Regions from separate parts of the Zea mays genome. Here region 2 is linked to region 1. The links are chromatin contacts, called in public Hi-C maps. All regions are on one chromosome and are shown on one strand. Each heading gives the region's core, a stretch centred on a gene start, on an enhancer-like site or on the middle of the called end of the contact. The rest is flanking DNA. Distances are from core to core; before and after follow the strand shown.

Evidence for each region. A called contact is a pair of places that touch in the nucleus more often than the background predicts.
Region 2: a Hi-C map of leaf shows a contact between it and region 1, with 5 times the contacts expected there. The contact joins the enhancer-like site here to the promoter of LOC542438 in region 1. A contact is called at or near these places in 4 of 25 Hi-C or Micro-C datasets (ear, endosperm, leaf and 1 more).

Annotation. Positions count from the first base shown.
Region 1 is chr1:181,121,410-181,126,142 of Zm-B73-REFERENCE-NAM-5.0, forward strand. It overlaps LOC542438 (cysteine synthase 2), which reads right to left and starts at 2,531. Exons shown (of 11, transcript NM_001111999.2): 1 at 2,390-2,531; 2 at 2,210-2,268; 3 at 1,989-2,098; 4 at 1,615-1,672; 5 at 454-717; 6 at 223-360; 7 at 70-121. The coding sequence starts at 2,251.
Region 2 is chr1:181,215,044-181,219,857 of Zm-B73-REFERENCE-NAM-5.0, forward strand. No RefSeq gene overlaps it. Among protein-coding and RNA genes, the nearest start is that of LOC542438, 94 kb to the left of the region's middle. Within about 2 kb of position 3,253, at least 14 of the 20 cell types and tissues checked have an H3K27ac peak or open chromatin away from gene starts, as enhancers often do. A contact at or near this core is called in ear, leaf and tassel, where this site is marked.

The DNA.
Region 1 (4,733 bases), core at 1,281-3,780:
TACTACCATACACTCATAACAATAAAAAAACAATGTACATTGGAACATATTCAAGATGCAAAAAATTACCAGGTTTTCCACCATTCAAAACAGCACTCTCCACTGGCTCCACACCATAGAGCTGCATAAAGATAAATAAATAAATAACATCTAACTCGTTTGGTACCGTGAAAAAAAAAAACAATTATCAAGGTGTCAGCTAAAACTGCCACACATACTTACCTTGACATTAGGATTTTGCTCTCTGAGGTATCGCCCAGTACCGGTGATGGTACCTCCTGTCCCGATACCAGATACAAGGCCATCAATTTTTCCTGCTGTAGCTTTCCAGATTTCAGGCCCAGTAGTCTCATAGTGAATCTGCATAACATATTTCAGCATGAGAATTCAGAAAGAAACGTCAACATGGCCAACAGAAAGTTGACTGAAAACAAATGATATGTTATGTTGCACCTTTGGGTTAGCTGGATTTTCAAATTGTTGAAGAATGTACGAGTTGGGTGTCTTTGCTTGTATCTCTTCCGCTTTCTTGACAGCTCCTTTCATTCCCAAGAGTGGGTCAGTAAGGACAAGTTCAGCACCAAAAGCCTTCAATATGATCCTCCTCTCCATGCTCATGGAGGCAGGCATTGTGAGTGTAAGTTTGTAGCCCTTGGCAGCAGCCATAAAGGCCAGTCCAATGCCTGTGTTGCCGCTAGTTGGTTCAATCAGAACACTCTGGCAAAATTGAAATGGAAAACGAAATATTAGTACTACTCTCTAATATGAACATTCTGAAATTTATTACTTAACTCCCTTGCTGAAACTGCTATAGAGACTTGGTTACACCATGTATAGAAAAACAATAATTTTTAATCTCATAGATGGTCAAAACTAGATAAGACACTCTAGCAGGTCATTCTACCACCACCTATCAAGCCAAACAAAAAGGCTTCTGTTTTGTGCCAGAACAATTCAAAATGTTTTTTTTCTAAGATGGGAGTTAACAATACCAGGTTAGGCACAATGGCCGCTAGGTCATTTCCGATGCAGGATAATAATAACAATTGGATTCTTCATCGAGAACTAGGAGCTGTATGCTGCTGTAGGATGGGGGAAGAGCTATCCAACAACTGTAGGTTATAATTGCAACCGAAATGGAGAAGGAAGAAATCGATTTGCCTTCCTCTAAGAAAATATATAAAGCAAGCTTGCTTCTTGTACTTAAAAATTAAAATATATATACTCCATTAAACAAAGGTTCAAAGCACTATGTTAGTGATGTCCGTTGTACTCTATCTAACAGTTGAACAGATCAGAGCAAACACTTTTAAATGAAGCATCTGCTCCATGAAGACACTACTAGGTACAAAGCAATGCAGAATAAACTAATAATCCCGAAACAACCGCCTGATATGGAGACCCAGACAACCACATTAGATAACTTTCTCATGCAAGCGTGATGCTTGAGGATGAAAATGGCAGCCAGCTCATGCTTCTGGATTAGGCTATACAAAATTAGCGTTCCAGTTGAATATAATATAAGGCAGTGGGCATTGGGCAAATCGAGAGCCCAATCTATTTCCCTAGGACAGGAACGACAAAGAATATGCTCCTAAAGGTTCAGTTACCCACCACGCCTGGAGTAATCAGCCCTTTCTCCTCTGCGTCCGTGATCATGCTGTAGCCAATCCTGCACAAATACATCACGCAGATACAATATTTAAGGTCGAGATACTGAAGTAAGGTAAAAGGAAGAACATAACTTTCAGTCAAATGATAAGGGGAAAAGGTTAAAATCATTAGTGCAATACTCTAGCGAGACATCGACCTGAAGTTAATATACACTCAAAATAATAAGGAGAAATATGATTTTTTACAGAAGCAAAACATCCCTGAAGTTGAAAAAAAAGAGCATTCGGTCAGAGAAAGAAGAAAGACCGTCACCCCTCGTGCTACAGTAGCAGGGGTGGGGAGTGGGAGAGCTCCTTCAGAGCCAGAAGCACTACCTATCCTTGACGCTGGAGCAGGGCTCCATGGACTCGAGCTTGGCGGCGACGCGGCCGACGCACCCATCGGTCACCTTGTTGAGGTACACCAGCGGCGTGTTCCCGATCAACTAGGCATCACAAAAGATTTAGCTTCTACAGGACCATACCCGAAAAATAACCGAATCTGCCCCACGAAAGAAGGCGGCGGAAATCGGGACGAAATGGGTGGCGGCACCCACCTCGGTGACGTCCTTGGCGATCGACGGCGAGGCCTCTCCCATTGGGTCACGTCACGAAGCTGCAAATCCAAGGGGCGGATGGGGGGAAGGGGATGAGAACTTATATCCAAGATAGAAACACCAACAGTGATTTGGTTTGATTCCCCAGCGAACAAGCGAGAACAGCGATAGGAAACGTACGGGTTCGCCGCAGAAAATCCTTCGAGATTTCGAGGAGTGGCGGTTCTCGTCGGAGTTGGAGCTTTGGAAGAAGCCGCTGGAGATGGCGGCTGCCTGGCTGGTGGCTGGCTTTATGCACGCAAGGTTGCTGTCGCAGAGGAACAGCTCGGGGCGCCTGGTCCAAGGTGGACCGTGTCACTGCAGGTGAGGGCCTCACGGGGATGGCTGGTGCACGGGACGTGGCACGGAGCGGAGGCCGACGGCGTTCGTTGAATCTGGATGGCGTATGGCTCTCGGATCAGAACTCGAGCACCAGGAGGCTCCTATTGTTCCACCGTATATTCCTATCTATATTTTAAACTTTACTCTATAATAAATAAACTAGTCAGTTGCGTGCATGCTTTATTACGGTTGTTATATCATATAAATACATATTAAAATATTTATTTTAATATAATAATTACTTATTTTTAAACAGTAAAAGCACCTCCAAGAGACTAGCTAAATAACTTGCCAAACCAAATTTTGGCTACTCAATAGCAAATAAATCTCCAACAGACTAGCTATCTGACTCTCTAAATTGACTCTCTCACTAGTTAAATTTGGCTAGCCACCTGACTACCCAAACTAGATAGATAGTCTGTTGGACTAAGATGTTATATATAGAGTGTAATCTTTATAAAAACTTAAATAGATAGTCAAATAGAGAACAAAAAATGAAGAGTCTCTTGGAGATGCTCTAAGAGCGACAGAGCTCCCACAGTTCCGCTGCCAGTGAGAATCTCCTACTGAGCCAAACGATAAAAATCTAAACTACTTCATGGTGGGAGTGAAGTGAATCTAGTCTCTACTTTATACTAGAAAGTGGGAGCCAAAAACACCTGCTTTCCACCACTCCCAACCTGCTCCACACTCTAACCCCTTAGGAATCACTTCACATCATATTTGTCAAACAATTTTCGTCAAATAGATTCACTTCCGTGGAGAATCACTCAGAATCACTCTATTAAAAAATCAGTTCTTAGAGCTAGAGAATCATGAAGCGGAGCTCTACCAAACGAGCCCTAAGGTATGTGTGGTCTGATGGTTAGTCCCAAATTTCTATAGTAGGGGTGTGGGTTCAATTGCTTGCTTTGCACTATTTTTTGCAGGGTGAAGCCGTGGTAGCATATGTGCCCACATTAGATTCTTAATAGAGTAAGTATAGATAGTACAATTTATATTATAAAACAATGTTGCTGAGTAGTGAGCACTATCTAAACATCGACCGTCCGAACTAACCATCCCGATTCGATCTCTGCAAAAAAGTTAATCTAATCACTAATTCGATATATAGGACATAGTTTTTGACCCATAATAATTCACGTAACGATTATGAACCATTTTTGACCCAAAAGTTGACTCAACCTGAAAAAACTCAACTCAAAGCCAAAAAAACCTTGATCCAACTTGACTCGACTCGTCTAACAAAGAGGCATGAGACAATCCAACATGACATTAGACATAGACTGTGCCAAATAAGTCAAGACTTGATCTTAATCCGATTCGATGTTTGAACAGGTCTACTATAGTAGTATCGTGCGCTCGTGCTTTACGATACTGGAGATAAATAGGACATCCATGCATGTTAGATGCAACCAAAAGTACAAAGCTACAATAGATTTTTCTTGACATCCCGTTAGATCATATATAAGATAGAGCTATATCGTTTGGGTTGCCACTTGGCACATACTAAAAATCATAGTGAAGGTATCATACTTACATAGTGAAAAACGAATATACTTATACGTAAAGTACCAAAGGATAATCAAATGTGCTTACGCAACAAAGAACGACTGGTTTCCGAATAACTAGCAAAGTAATTGTCGAAGCTTTCGTCTCAAAGAAATCCTATCAGGCCAAGGACATCATTGGGTTGCTTTAGGTCGTCTAACAAACCTAGAGCATCGTCTATGACCATCGGATCAAACGATAAAGAATATCATTAAAGTTTAAAGATACGTAATAGATTGTTTTTTCATTGTATATTGGGTATCTCAATCAGTCATTTCTCTCTCATATATAGATGTGGCTTATCCTAGTAGAAAATAGCTCCAAAATGTGTTTGGCAAGTTTCCAACTCTAAAAATGACTTAAAAACAAATTGGTTCAGAAAACCAGCAAAATTTGGCTAAATCAGGTTTCATGAGGAAGTCGACCACTGTAGCCGCTTGGTATAAAAAGTCATCCTAGCCTTCCTCTAGTGATAGCCTGACCAGGTTTTGTGGTCATCCTAGCTGGACCCTGGTCTAGACAGGTTGCATAGACGGTTTGGTCAACTTCTATGTCGGGACACTTTTGAGTGTCAACATATGCTCCTCTTTTT
Region 2 (4,814 bases), core at 2,003-4,502, 94 kb after region 1:
GCTATTTGCATCGATTGAAAAGATGCAAGAATAGGTCATCGGTTACTTTATACAGTTCTCGCTTATAATTTGTTTGAACTTGTAATGCCTGGAGAAGTCTGTTGTAAAAAATTTGTTAGAATGTGGTTGTATTGCCAAGTTCATTAACTAGGTGTTTTTTATACTTTGCAAAATGATGAATGTGAATAGTTTCAAAAATTTATTGGATGTAACTTTGAATTGTTTCATGGTACACAGGTGTTGGTTATTGGAGGGGGTGACGGTGGTGTTCTACGTGAGGTTTCACGGCATTCCTCTGTGGAACAAATTGACATCTGTGAAATTGACAAGATGGTGGTAGATGTAAGATTTCTCTTCATGTATTTGGACTGTGATGTTAGCTGGTTCAAATTTAGCTGTGTGAGGTTTCACGACATTCCTCTGTGTAAGATTTCTCTTCCTGTATTTGGACTGGTATTACTTGATTTTTTGACTGTGATGTTAGCTGCTTCTGCTGTGCTATTTTCAATGTTTAAAATGCATTCATTTCTGTATTTTGATACTGCATTTTTTGCTACTGATTTGTGCCATTCTGATCTGACCTCAAGTTCTAGGAGTAGCTAAGTGAAATAATATTGTTTCTAATTGTATCTTCTCTTTTGGGCTTGTGTTCTGCTTGGTATTGCTTCCCTGCTACAATCCTAGCTATGTAAGCTTGTTGTCTGATGATTCTGTTTCCTTTTCGTTCATCTCATTTTGCCATATGGACCACAAACAGTAATATACTATGAGGTCCCTCCTTGATGTAATTGTATGCATAGGAGGAATTTGTTTCTAACAGTGTGCTGATGCAGTCTGTGCCACTTAAACACTATCTTTGGCTATTGCTATATATCACACAAGATCGATTCCAATTTTATTTCATTGCATGGAACTAGATGGCTTTAATCAAAGAGATCGTTATTTTTGTTTATCATGTAGTGTTCAGTATATTCTGTAGGTTAGTACCAACTTTTTGTGTAAATGTGCTCCAGGTCTCTGGGTTTTTCTTGATATGTCATTTATTTCTATTCATTTGGATAGAGACACCCTCTTTGTTTCTATTCACTTGGACATAAGATGATAATTTAGAATTTGCTTCCTCCTGCCTAATGGTAAATCATCATAGATTAACATTTTTAACTTTTACACGGTTTCACTCAGGTCTTGAGCATGAGTAGGGTAGGAGCTCCACGAGCAGTTCTTCCCCTTCTCACAGAATCGCCTTCGCTGAGGTGCCAAACCTTCAAATTTTGTATAACTTCAATGAATCCTTGAAAAAGCATTGTTGCTTTGTAACTGGTTACATACACCTCACATATTTTTTCATCTGTGTGTCCAACTGCAATGCCTCAGAATTCAGTTATGATATGGCATAATAGATTATAACAGTAGTGCTTTTCTTTAGTTGCACATGCACTATGTTGATGCTTCTAAAAATCCTATGATCGAATGCACTTAAAACGTGCACTAATCTAACTGTAAAGTTTGTGCTCTTCTTTTATTGTGGATTTGTTTGAAATAAGATATATCATTTTATTTTGGATTGGTTCATGCAATAAGGATGCCAAATCTGCAGCTTTGCCAACATGAGCAGTTTATATTCGCTTCCCCGCACCCTCCACTTCCTTGTCGTCGTGCTGATTCCAGATCATGGGGTAGTGATCCAGAAGGTGGCTATGGTTTTTGTAAGTACGAGGCTCAAGATCTTGTTCAAGGAAGGTGGCTATGATACTTTTGATCCTCTGTTCCTTAACTTGATTGCATCTATGCAAGCGCTACAACCAGATTGAAGCCCAGTCTGCTGCTAGCATGGCACCTATGTGGACCCTCTACAATATGTGTATGATAAGATGTATCATGCGTGAGTTGATATATGTTAACTGAATTGGCAAAACACTTGATATATGTTAAAATATGTTGACCACAATGATCCTACCAAGATCTTCCTTTGGCATAATATATGTTTCATACAATTTTTTTTACTCCCGTCGTAACGCACGGGCACTCACCTAGTGAACGATGAAGACGAGTTCTTCATGACCTTCGTATGAAGATCATTATATTCGAAAGGAGATAATGGTTTGAAGGACGAAAGTCCTTAATATTTAACAATTGTGTTGCCTTGTTCTTGATTCGAAGCAGTTGAGAACAAGTGACCAACATTGGCGCTCACCTCCAGTGAACTCACTTCCATGACTACGATAATGGCTTCGCAAGGTGATCAAGCTGTGTCACCTTCGACTACGAAGCTAGTGTTCCCAATCACAGGCGGTTCAAGCTCCGAACCAGCAAATAAGAAGCAGAAGAAGAAAGCATAGAGAAGGGTACAACATGTCGGAGTGCAAGAACCTTTCATCAAGTCCAAATGGTCTCATGTACCAATCACATTTTCTCAAGAAGACCTTCAGCTTAAGTATTATCCTCACAATGACGCCATGGTCATATCATATGTTATCAAAGGGTTCTTGGTTCACAATGTTCTCGTAGACACGACCAACAGTTACGCCAGCTCGGCCCAAGCTCACCGGCGCGCATGCGAGGTTGTTGCGGACATGGCGATTTGGAGACGTAGCCTGGCGAGGAGGTCCCACAACTCAGTGACCACGAGGGAAATCAGGTGTGAGACACTGGAGAGCGGGACCCGCGGGGTAGCGACACGCGTGCGTGAAGGAACTCTCGCGGGGGCCCGTAAGTCAGCGAGCTAGATAGAGCCAGTACGCGGAAGGGGGAGAGTGGCTGAGATAGTGGGTCCACCTGTCGGTGCTGTTATGCAACTGGGTCGACAGCGTGCGGTTTGGGCCAGAATACAAGGTTTCAGCGCAAATATTGTCTTTCTCTTTTCTTTTTCTATCATCTTTTATTCTTTGTTTTTTGTTTGAATTGAAGTATTCAATTTCCAAATTGAATTCTGAGATCAATCACTAAAATGTAAATGCAAAAAATCAAAGAATACCAGCATGAATGCACAATATTTTATTTATTCATTGATTAAAGAATGTGTCTCAATGGTAAATCACACATTAGGCAAGAATTTTTTTTCAAATATAAAAGGGACTACTTAACCCACTTAGATTCATATTTTAAGGTTTATAGAGAAGGCCAAATCTGCAGCTTTCGTGCTAATTGGCTTATGCACGCGCATCTTAATCGTGGACAAACAACAGACAATGCTTGCGCCACCGCACAAGCAGCGTGTGATCCACTGATCCTGCTCTGCGGGATAAACAATAGAACCCGGCCTCGTGCAACGCGCGTGGGACCCACCAAGCCCAAGTGGTGCCAGCCAACCAGCGTAGGGACGATGTGTTTCCTGAAAGAAAAAACGTACTCTACCTATCAATCGGTACGTTATGAAAGGAATATATTCTTATAATTTATATTGTGATATATATAATCGATACTGACATTCTTCTATGCAAATTTATAGTTGAACTCTGTGTATATATATTCGGAGTGAGACAGAGAGGTAGAGCAGACGCCTTTTATGACAACTCTAATTAATTAATTAATTCGTACTACGTAGCTTCCTCAACGATTGAGCAGCTGGCGTGGCGCCGCGTTTCGTTAACCCCAAACAAGATGCTCTGCAGGACAGGCTGTGTGTCATTCGCGGGCTGCCAAATGCCAGCTAGAGTACTATAGTACAATTAACATGCATTGTGTGTGCAATATTTTATTTGTGGAGAATAAGCTATCTTCTTGTTCTATGAACTATGATCGACATGACATGCATGCATGCATGCATGCAGTGATTAGCATTTTTTTTAGGGAGAGGTTAATAATTGGCTAGTGCATATATGGTTGGTACCCAAAGAAGCAGACGTGTGGTTGTGATCGTACGTGATTTAAGCCGTTCGGATCGAAAGCCACATCGTGTGTCATGTTTCCACCTTATTAGGGCTGGTTTAGTCTCAATCTATGTGGAATGGGTAATTTAAATTCCAAATAAATCAATTTTTTTAATTTTATCTAATTCATGTGGTCTTTGTGATCCTTTTTCAACTTTGTTGTATTATGAAGTTTGATATATTTACCGATTGTATTTTGGATTCCGACCGTTACCGGTGTATTTTCCGCACCAAACTTTCGTTTCCGATGTTTTCGAAATACCGATATCGTTTCCGTTTCCGGAGTTACCGTTTTCGATTTTGTTTCCGATAAAAAATATGAAAACGGTAATGGTTTTAGCGTTTACCGACCGTTTTCATCCCTATGTGTAATGCACATAACTGAACAAGACTTTAAACGAGACTTGTCTTTGTATGATGGGAAGAAAGAGCAACTCGTTTCCATAGCAATGCCCCGCCCCACTGGACATTTTTTTGAGATCTCTAGGCCACTACCCCAATTGGCAATATTTCTTGATTTATGGTTGTTTCTATATACGATTGTCGTTAATAGCCCACATGTATTAATTATGGTTAACCCATAGCCCAATAACCGACCGTATTGACCATTGGCCCACCAAAGTATAAACGGCCCAGGAACTACCAGTGCATCATGCTAGTTCCAAACTACTACAACAGTACACGCTCGTGATAACGAGGCAACCAACGGAACCTCGAGGATAATTCTTATGACATCTCTTGTCATGTGATTTACACTCCAAACTATTCTTGCAATATATTTGTTTCATATATTTTTACTCTTGCTAAGTAAGTAGCTTAATTGCCTAGTTTTATAAAATTCTACTAGTCTCTACTACTCTTAAGCACATAGTGTAGGCGTCCATACCGACCGGTGGTGCACGTTCTGCCTCCCACGCCCGCAGCCGCCCCCGCGATCCCCTTCAC